Regions from separate parts of the Canis lupus genome. Here region 1 is linked to region 2. The links are chromatin contacts, called in public Hi-C maps. All regions are on one chromosome and are shown on one strand. The core of a region is the stretch at or near the end of the contact, and the rest is flanking DNA. Distances in the headings are between cores, read along the strand shown. Region 1 overlaps LOC119863905 (mastermind-like protein 3). Region 2 has its middle 80 kb from the start of SCOC.

Evidence for each region. A called contact is a pair of places that touch in the nucleus more often than the background predicts.
Region 1: a contact with region 2 is called in a Hi-C map of blood, with 4 times the contacts expected there. The contact joins two enhancer-like sites. A contact is called at or near these places in 2 of 9 Hi-C or Micro-C datasets (both in blood).

Annotation. Positions count from the first base shown.
Region 1 is chr19:3,439,448-3,444,598 of UU_Cfam_GSD_1.0, forward strand. All of the region lies in intron 1 of LOC119863905 (mastermind-like protein 3), which reads left to right. Among named protein-coding and RNA genes, the nearest start is that of SCOC, 230 kb to the left of the region's middle. Within about 2 kb of position 3,069, at least 3 of the 20 cell types and tissues checked have an H3K27ac peak or open chromatin away from gene starts, as enhancers often do. A contact at or near this core is called in blood, where this site is marked.
Region 2 is chr19:3,289,871-3,294,994 of UU_Cfam_GSD_1.0, forward strand. It overlaps MAML3. Among named protein-coding and RNA genes, the nearest start is that of SCOC, 80 kb to the left of the region's middle. Within about 2 kb of position 2,086, at least 7 of the 20 cell types and tissues checked have an H3K27ac peak or open chromatin away from gene starts, as enhancers often do. A contact at or near this core is called in blood, where this site is marked.

The DNA of each region.
Region 1 (5,151 bases), core at 1,819-4,318, 150 kb after region 2:
TTCTAGCCACACTTGGACACCAAGGGGAAAGGGTCTTCTAGCCACACTTGCACACCCAGGGGACAGGGTCTTCTAGCCACACTTGCACACCCAGGGGACAGGGTCTTCTAGCCACACTTGCACACCCAGGGGACAGGGTCTTCTAGACATACTTGGACACCAAGGGGAAATGGTCTTCTAGCCAGACTTGGACACCCAGGGGACAGAGTCTTCTAGCCACACTTGGACACCAAGGGGTCTTCTAGCCAGACTTGGACACCCAGGGGACAGGGTCTTCCAGCCACGCTTGTGAGGCAGAGCCTGTGGGGCGGATGGCAGAGGCCCCATGCAGACCAGCTACTCCAAGCTTAGGGGACCTTTGGACACATGACCAAAGCTCCTAATGTGTTATGCATATACGCAGAGATGCTCTCAAATTGGAAAACAAACACACATGGAGGGCCTTTAAGGGCCGCTACTTAGATTCAGAAAAGATTTGTGCTACAGCCAAGAAAAGAAGGCATTCTGGTGAAATAGAAAGTTTACACGAATCTCGTTAGAGCCAGAATTCCCTTTAGTAAACTGTGGCCAGTAGTAGTTAAAGGAGAAAGCCTAAGTCTGGATGGGCGAAAATGTTAGAGACCAAAGAAGCAATCTGTGGGACAGGTGGCCACAGATACAAGCCAGTACAAAGGGTGGTTTTCAGTTCCTCTGGAGGTAGGAGTCTCGGGGAACCTGTGACCCTAAACGAAGGAAGGCATCAGCTTTACCCAACAGGTAGGACTTCGGGTATCTCTGAACAGCATGCGGTACCTCAGTCTTTATTTTGAATCTGTGTCATAAATGAAAATGGCAAGGTCCACGTGGGTTCAGCATGCACTTGTGTGAGGGACAAGAAAGGAAATCAGAAGTATTTTCAGAATTCGCAGTTTCGTACAGTGTGTCGCCTGCCTTGGCCAAGCAGCTCCAAAAGCACGACTTTTCTAAGTGGCTTGCGTACAGGCACCGAGAACAGGAGTCAGGAAGAAGTGGAAGGAACCAGTGCAGGGACCTGTCTGGTTTTCGTTTTTTCTGAGAGAGTCAGGGGCAAAGTGGAGAACCCTTTTGCTTAGTGATTGAGGTCTGGTCGCTGTTGTGTGTGCACAGTGTGGCTCAGGTGACCCGGGCAGGGATCGAACCAAGCCGCGGCCTCCTGAGTTTCAGAAGGGTGGCCTCGGGCCTGGGCTCTGTCCCCTGGGAAACTGATCCAAACTAGGGGTGTCCTTCGAAGTCACCAGCTGCTCCACTTGGACTCGCCCCGGGGCTGCAAAGCAAGATGAGTGACTGGTCTCCCATATTTAACTACCCATTACCTGTTTGGTAAGGGCCTGGGAAGGAATAAGCAAAGAAAACACAAAAACACGTGAGACAACAGCGGGTTAGACCTTTTGGCTTCTCCATGCTGTGGCTGGCGTGTCAGCAAATCCTTGATTTTGTGAACTTGTTCACCGCCTGCCAGCAGCTTCGTTATGGTCCTGGGAGCAGAAACCAAGATGCAGAAAGCCTTCGAGAGCACTTCACGAGGAGCATTTGCAAATGATCACCCAGCTACTGAGCCGCAGCAGCAAGGACAGTCACCCGACCCTAAACTGTGTGAACTAGGTTTTTTTTTAAAAAAAAGTATTTTCTAAAGTTCCTCTTGGACTAGATGGATGCTGGTTGTAAGAAAAAAAAAACCTGTAGCATTTTAAGTATTACACCTTTGTACTTTTCCCATCGAATGCTAAAACGTTGAGCACAAATGTGTTTAGGCCACGGTTTAGTCCTCAAAGTAGGTTAAAGGGTTCTCTTTCTCTGGAAAACTCAGCTTTGTTTATGGGGTCCAAAAATAGTTGCTAAAACTTCCTCTCTCTCTCTCTCTCTCTCTCTCTCTCTCTCTTTGTTTATGAATCTTTTTCATTTTGGAGGTCAGGAAATAAATACTGGCTAAAGGTCATGCTTCATGGTAACTTGTGAAAACTGAAATACTAGGAATGAAGTGTTGACGGGGAAATCTGAGACATGTTCAGGTACGGGAAGGTGTAGAATTTAGGAAGGAATAAACTTTAACATGGTTGATCTGTTAGTAAAAATGTAAACTGAAAGAAACCACATCGTAATGGCCTTTGAGGAGTCTGATCTTTGGAAATGGAGAGTGCCAGCACCACGCAGCGTTCATTACCCGTGTTTACGTGTGCTCACGGTGCTCACGGGGTGGCAAATCATGCACAATAGTTGAGAAAAATTTTGTAAATCAGTAAGACATTTAAATTATTATTAACAAGACATATGGACGTGGCTTTAACGTTGCATATGCTGCTGAAGGGTAAACATCTGAGTCGTCATTGACCTTTGCTTGCCTAGTAATTTATATTTTTCAGTAAGAGTTTGGTAAAGTTTGTCTTAAGTGCATATTATAGGATCAGAGTCATTCTTTCATTCATTCATGATTGATTGATTGATTGATGAAGTGCTGAATGATGTTGACATATCATAGATTTTAAAACTTCTAGAAATGACCAGAATCAGGGAGATGGGTTTGGACATTCTCTGCCGGCAGGAAGGTTAACAGTGAGTTGCACCTGGTACTCCTAGCACTGAGTTCACTATCAGCAGGTTGTTTTTTATTTTTAAGTATAGGGTGTTTCTTTTGCCACTGGGCTGCTTTGAAGCCCGCAGGAGCCAGCGTGTGGGAGAGAACTCAGGCCTGGTGGAGGAGTGGGGTGGGCCAAATGCCTACTAACAGCCTGGGAGAGGTGGGGGATGGCAAGTTGATTTGAAAACAAAACAGAAACCCCCAACCCGTGCACTGACAAAACATCGTTTGGCTATGTTAAAACAAGGAAAACTTTGGGGAACCTTCTGGTAAAACGGAATGCTGTAAAACTAAAGAATACCTGGAGTTTCTAGAGAGGTGGATGGCAGCCTGGTGGCATAACTTTTGCAGACAGACGTACTTATTCCACAAAGCAAACGGTTCAGGGAAGTGTCAAGTGTCAGGTCCGAGAAGTCCAAATGACATTGATGCAAACAAGGGGCATATTCATCTGTCTTCCTTCCTGTTCTCGTGACTACTGAAGATTCTGTATTAGACACACGTCACCCCCTAAATCTGGCCCAGAGCAGGAAGGATAAAGGTATGTTGAAACAGCATGCAGTGCGAGCGCTCATGGATTTCCACGTGGCTTCCTGAGCCTTAGTTATAGGGATGAAAGTAGTAGAGGGTATTTTCTTCCCATACTTGAGAAGAACGGGCAATTGGGGGGAAAAACAGAAATGCTTTACCTGCTTATGAAAAGCTAAGACTTCTTTCTGAAGGTCGGCTGGGATGTAGCAGAAAGAGAGAAGACCTGAGTTTTTTATTTTCAGTTTTCTAGATAGGTTGTTTTGGAAAATCACTTAACAATCCTGAGCTTTGGTTTCTTCCATAAGATAGGGATAGCCATTTCTGCCCTTCTCCCTCCTAGATTTGTAGTGAATACAAGATGAAAATATTGTTCATAGAGCGCATGGTAAGCCCACTCTACACCTGTAAGATGACTGTGATTAGAAACAGGATAGTCACATGCCCTGTGTTACTAGTGTTGTTGGCTCGCCTCCCCTTTTCGGGGACTACCTGCTAGACAGAGCCTCAGGAGTATGACTCATAAACAAAACTGCCCCCCGCCCGCCCCACTGTCTGTAGGAGGCGAGCCCCCTTGAGGCCCAGGAGTCTTAGTCTGGTCTCCAGCCTCAGGGTGCACTTGTAACAGTTTTCACAAGATGCAAGCTTGGTTTCTTTTTATTTTCTTTAAGATTTTATTTTTTTTAAGGCCTCTCTACACCCAACATGGGGCTTGAACTCACAACCCCCAAGATCAAGAGTCACACACTTCTACCGACTGAGCCAGCCAGGTGCCCACCCCTCTGCTTCTTTAAAAAAAAAAAAAAAAAAAAAAAGAGAGAGAGAGAGATTCCCTAAGTGGGTTCATTGTGTTCTGGGGAAAGCCTGGTGGGTACTTTGGTGACCACCTCGTCTGAAGCTTCATCTGCTGATGTCCCTGAGGTGGACTGGGCCTATGAGGCCGAGGTCGTGGGCCGTGGACCCCCAAGGCCTCCGGGTGCAGGCTCGTGAGGCCGGGGTGCGCCAGGGAAGGCAGGGGGCCTGGGAGGCAAGGAGAAAAGGGCCATCGCTCGCATTCTGTTGGGGCTCTAGGCCCTCGTTCCTTGTCCCTAGCCGCGTGCCCCCTCTGTTTGCTGTGTCTCTGGCTTGTTTTAAGGCAGACCAGGCCTGAAGGATGAAAGGGAAGAGTTCCACTTTGAGAACATATGGGGATGACCAAACCCGCCCCCCTCAAGCCCCCGGGCCCGATACACTGGCACTGGCGTCGCCAACAGCGGTGTGGGATAAACCCTTCTTTCCTGGAACCCTTTTGACTGGGAGGGAGGCACAAGGGGGGAACACAGCGGGAATCCTTTCCAGCTGCTTCCTTCTCTTGCTCCCATCCACTCAGCGGATCTCGTTGCCTGCTCCTGTGGGAGGGAGGCCGAGACCCAGCGTGTGTTTTATGGGGAGGCTGATTAGCTCGGGTCCCGGTTTTGTGGTCGTTGGTGGTGCTGCGGATCCCACTTTATGTTTACTGCCCCTTGACAGTTCTTAAAAGGAGCCTTCAAAGCAGAAAGTCCTATTCTGAAGTCAGGTTTCTGGGCAGTAAAGTTGACAGGGTTTAGCATCGAGAAAGTAAACCTAATAGAACAAGGAGGCAGGATGAACAGCTCGAGCTCCACTCGACAAAGGGCTTGGATGGGAAATGCGTGCTTTCTGCAGATCCAGGCGCAGGCCTTTCTGCAGGTCTAGGCGCAGGCCTTTACTCTGCACGTGCTCCAGGGGTCTAGAGCGTGACATCTGTGTCCCACCTTCCCATGCGATGACCCCGGCGTCTGTAGTGGCAGCGAAATATTAAAGCCATTAAATGAAATCAGGTCAGTGAGATTCCAGTGTTTGTGTACTAATGGGATTTCAAAAATCGAGTCACTGTCGCCTTGTTTTCGCCTCCCCATGTAGTCTCCCAATATGAATGCCCCTCCCTTCTGCAGCCACCCAACGGCTGCATATTTAGCGGAATTTGCATTTTACATATTGAACTTGAAGCTGACTTGCTTAACATGTAACCG
Region 2 (5,124 bases), core at 836-3,335:
GGAATACTTACCTCACAGGAATGCTGTGAGGTTTACAAGTGGTGCTTAGCTTGGGGGGGCCGGTTCGGCAACTATTACTATGAACGGCCTGAGCCTCCCTGGAGGGGGGGTGCACACTCTAACCCCTGAGTGGGACCCGCATCCCTGCTGCCCCGACTGGAGAAGGGCTGGAGGAGAGGGGGAAGCTCCAGCCACCCCCCACCCAAGGCCGTGGCCGTGGGCCTCGGCCCCAGCCTCCTCCTGGCCGGGCTGGGCTGTGGCCACTTGCCAGGGTCCTGGCCTTCCTCTCCCTGGACATGCCCTGGGCTTGGGGAGGGGGACTCACCCAGGTGAGAATCCTGGACCCTCACCTGCCAGCTGGGAAACTGGGCAGGTCATTTAGGGTCCCTGAGATTGTTTGCTCTTCTCTAAAACGGTGGTCTGATTGCGACCTCCCGGGGTTCCTGGGAAGACTGACGGAGGTGAGGTGCACACACCGCCTAGCGGGGCTGATCTCTTCAGTGAATTCAGAATTTCCCATCTTACAGTTGGAAGCTAGGTTAGATCGTCCTGCAGAAGATCATGGAGGTTCACTGGAATTTGCACGGCCAGCCACCGAAGGAGCCCGGCAACGGCCAACAGTTAGCTTCTCTACTCCCACCTGAGTCAGCAAGGCTTGTTTCCCCTCCAGACAAAGAGCAGAAATCCAGTGAGGGCGCGTCCTCCCCAGAGCCTCACAGGTATCATTCAGACACTTAAATAGGCCTGTGACCTTCTGGGGCCAGCAGACGCCCATTTGGGAGCAACACTCCAGCTGGAAGGTTCTCTAGAGGAGGGTCTTGCTTTAGGGTTGCATTCTAGGCCGTGGTGTGTGCCTGGCTAACCGGTGTCTTGGTGACTCATTAGCACTGCCCACACGTGCGCGGCTACCAAGGCAGAGCGCGGCAGCCAGGGTGTGGCGCGGAGCCACCACCTGCCTAAGGCAGGCAGGAGGTCAGGAGCTGTTGACCCTGCTCTGAAAGGACGCTCGGGCATCCCCACGAGCGTCGGATTCGTGGAGCTCCTGGGGGAAGCTCAGGCAATGCGTGGACCGATTCCTTAGGGCAGTGGCAGGGCCAATAAGCAGCTGTGGGCACCAGCTTCCAAAATGGCCCCCGAGCCTTGCCTCCTGGTTATCATGTCCTGGTGTCATCTCCTCCCATATTAAACAGGGCTGACTTGTGCAACCCAAGTGAATGTTACAAAATGACAGTGTGTGACTTCCAAGGCTAGCACAGAAAGCACATTGTGACTTCTACTTTGCTCTCTCTTGTATCACGCACTGTGGGGAAGGCTGGCCTCTGTGTGCTGACAATACTCAAGCAGCTCTATGGGGGCCCCACACACCAAGGAGCCCGCTTCCTGCCATCAGCCGGCAGCAGCTTGGCAGCCGTGGAAGGGCATCATCCTGCATGAAGTGGATCCTCGAACCCCAGTCAAGCCTTCAGATGACTGCAGCTCTGGCTACCATCTTGGCCACATGAGAGACCCTGAACCAAAACCACACAGTCAAGCTATCCCTGAATTCCTGACTCAGGAAAACAGTGTGAGATAAACAAACAAGACTGTTTAGGCTTACGCAAAGGGCAGAGGTGCTGTAGGAGGTGTATCAGTGGTGACTAATTTAGCAACATTCCAGAGAACCATTGGGTTTCCAGAGGCTACAGTGGGGGGTACAGTGAGGCTCCCGCCCCCCCTCACTTCTGCGAGTATAGTTCCGTATACATGTCGGAGTCTAAAAGCCCCTCACTGACCTCATCTGAAGGCCCTGCCTCCAGAGCATGTGGGGGAAAAGCTCAAGCTCGAGTCTCCTAGCAGGACTGAGTTAATAGCAGCCCCAACCTTCGTTTTTGAAAGGGGTTGTGGGTAGGACATTCCCTCCCCTGCCCGCACCTCCTTCCCCCAGCCGGGTCTGGCACTTGGCCCAGGTATAAAATTGCCAGCGCTGTCACTGCTCTTTGGTCTGATTATGAGTGTGTCTGTTCTGATGCGCTGGTTGCAGCGTGTTGTGGGGGAAATGTGGGCACAGAAAAGGAAGCTGGGGCAGATCTCTGGGGCATCCTGTTGTAAGCCTGTAGGTGTGGGGGGGGGGCAGGTTACCATGTCCCGAAGGGCGTGGAAGTGGGCTACTTCATGGATCGGCTATGGAAGTTACGGTGCTCAGCTCATTTTGCTCCTTCCTGAAGTCCCCCTGGCCATTTCCAGACAGAAACGTGTGGCGGAGGCCATGCCCCTGAGAGTGGCCGGGTCACTCCTGGGCAGCAACTTGGTCCAGCACTCATGGTCCAGGAATGTCCTGTTTAATGGAAGTGGAGTGATTAAAAATGATAATCCTATGAAATACTCTTGAGGTGACCAAGTGCGACTTGAAATCCTGTTCTTTCATGAAATATCTGCCAATGAGTATAGTTAACTCATGATTTTGTTAAGTCTGAGCAAATCTAAAATCTCCGACGGGCGTCTCTTCCACTCAGTGTTCTGGGGCTGTTCTGCACAAACCCTTCTGCTCCCTAGATCTAGGGCCCTCACAGAGTTGGCTGGTCAGGAAACCTCCACCTCTCGCAAACCATCCAGATCCTCTAAAAATCCATTCCTTATTTTTGATGTGATTCTAAGTTTCAGTTTTTTATTTTTTTCAGAAAGTTTTATTTCTGCTATATTTTTAGATTCAAAAGTATTTATTTAAGGTGAACAAATGATACGGCATACACGACTGCTTGGAACTGCTTTTAATTGAGAACAAAAAAGGAATACCTAGGACAAGAATATGCAATTACCACACTTATTGTTTCCAGTGAATTTTTGTCAAGTTTGTTTATCTTATTGTTAATGTGATGATACAGCAATCCTTGGAAAAAGAATAACATTTGCGTTAAAGAACAAATCTAGATAAAAATGGAAAACAGAGCTAGCCACAACCCACAAGGCCTTCTTTGGGAAGAACTCTTCAAGAAAAACCATCTCATGCTTCATAGGAGAATATGGTGCTGTCATTCTTCCCTTTATAGTGCCAGAGTGTTCCTGAACAAAGGCCTCAAGGCATTATCAACTCGTCATCTATTTTTTGATGTGATTTCTATTTTCAGGGCCCTGCTTTCCTCCCTCTTTGTTCCTGATGCATCTGGTCACTGGTGCCTTCTACTTTGGTCCTATCATATTTAATGTGACCCGCCCCCATGAGTCAGATGGGCAGGGACATTGTCCACCCACGGGACCAGAGGAAGCCCTCAAGGATCCACCCACTCCGGTCAGACGAGCTGGAGGTATGTGGAGTCTGAAGGCTGATAAGGTTGTTCCAAGTGAACTGGACAGGAACCGGTGGGCTCTCAGTATCATCCAGGCTCTCAGTATCATCCTGGGTATTGTTTTAACAAACAACCAAAACAGAACACAACACTATTTTTTTTTCTTTTGCTGGGCTTTCTGATGGTATGGTACACAAGTCCCAGTGTGTAACCTAATCAAAAATAGCAATTATGTAGTGCTTAGAAATTTACATAGCTCAACCAATCTTACAGGGTAAGGAAAAGAAGAAACTGAGGGTATTTATGTCTCACTGACAAATGATAGAGTGTCTCTAAGCAGGTCTGCTAGCTCAAAAAATTCTGCGGCTTAGATTCTAGAAATAATTTTAATCTGCTTTTAATATTTATTCATTCAGTCACACATTTGCTTAAATGTGTAACAATTGCTTAAATGTCTATTATACACTAAGCCCAGGTATATGTTAATGAATACAACAGACCTGGATTTCTCCTTAGAGTCTACCAAGCAGTCAACCCACAGACAATGCTAGGTACACTCACAACTGCGTACGTTCTGGGGGAAAATTTAGATGGACTCAAAGATGGAGAATAACATGGTGTGCCTGCACAGATGAAGGATTAATAATGACTTTTCTGAGAAGAAAACACTTAAATCAACATCTGAACAATAAATTGTACCACACACTCACTCTAGCCATGTGCTGCTATTCCAGGAAAACACACACACACACACACACACACACACACACACACACAGTGTGGGCAAAGACCCTGAGAAGAAAAAAGTCTGATGTGTTTAAAGAGTAGAGCATTCTGGATATAGAAATTTGCAGACTAGAGAACATGCTAAATCATAGCCTGTCAGGTTTTGATTGGGTAATTTAGTCTGGCCACCGGACCAGTTTCTAAATCCCCTTCACAATACTCCCTCTAAATAGCCAATCACCTCATGCTTTTGAGTCTCTCCACAAGAGAGAATGTACTATGTCTTGGAGTAGCCATGCCAGTTTAGGTTAAAAATATGAATTTGTTCCAACTAGGAAGCTGGAACTGGAATCATGAATTGTAGTCACGGGCCTGCACCTGAGGAAATTTTCAAGTTGAAGTGCAAGAAGCTACTTAGATAGCTCTATTTACCTTTCTTTATTATGTGGAGTGCCAAGGACATACAGCAGGATTTCAAGTTCATCGTTCTTTTCTAGAAGAAAAAAAATATGAGAATAATAAGACCGCACTTGTGAACTCCCCACACTTTTCTATTGTAGCAAAATTCATGTCAGTATCTTAGCAAACCAACGATTGCACAATAAAGTCAGTTGTACCCTTGAAAGACAGCTGTGTGTTTGGGCTGTAGTGGTGAGGTGGGAGTGACTTTCCTGTGGTGTTTGTGGTACATCATGTAGAGGAAGTGCACGTATCCACCAATTTTACAAAAGTCTTTGATAATGTGAGTTGACTTACACGTGGCCTGTTATTGATCTGACTACAGAAACTCAATGGGATTCCATAAATATATGGAAGATCTATTTGAAGATATTCCCCACCGCCAGTCTACACCACTAATAGTTTGAGCCCGGGTGGAGTGTTTGTTCAAGGGTACATCAAGAAACCTAAGTTTCAAGGTCTTAGGGAGGTACTTCCAACTTGACAACTCACAGGCTACTCCCTCTGAAAGCCATTTATGAAGTGATATGGTGGCCGCTGAGGTACCCCCCTTGAAACCATCTTCAGAGGATTTTGGACCATATCGCAGAATTATAATACTGCTAAGAGTGTGAAAAGTCAACAAGCTGACCAAGATTAAATGCTAACTCATGCAATGAAGCCCCGTTGGTAGTCA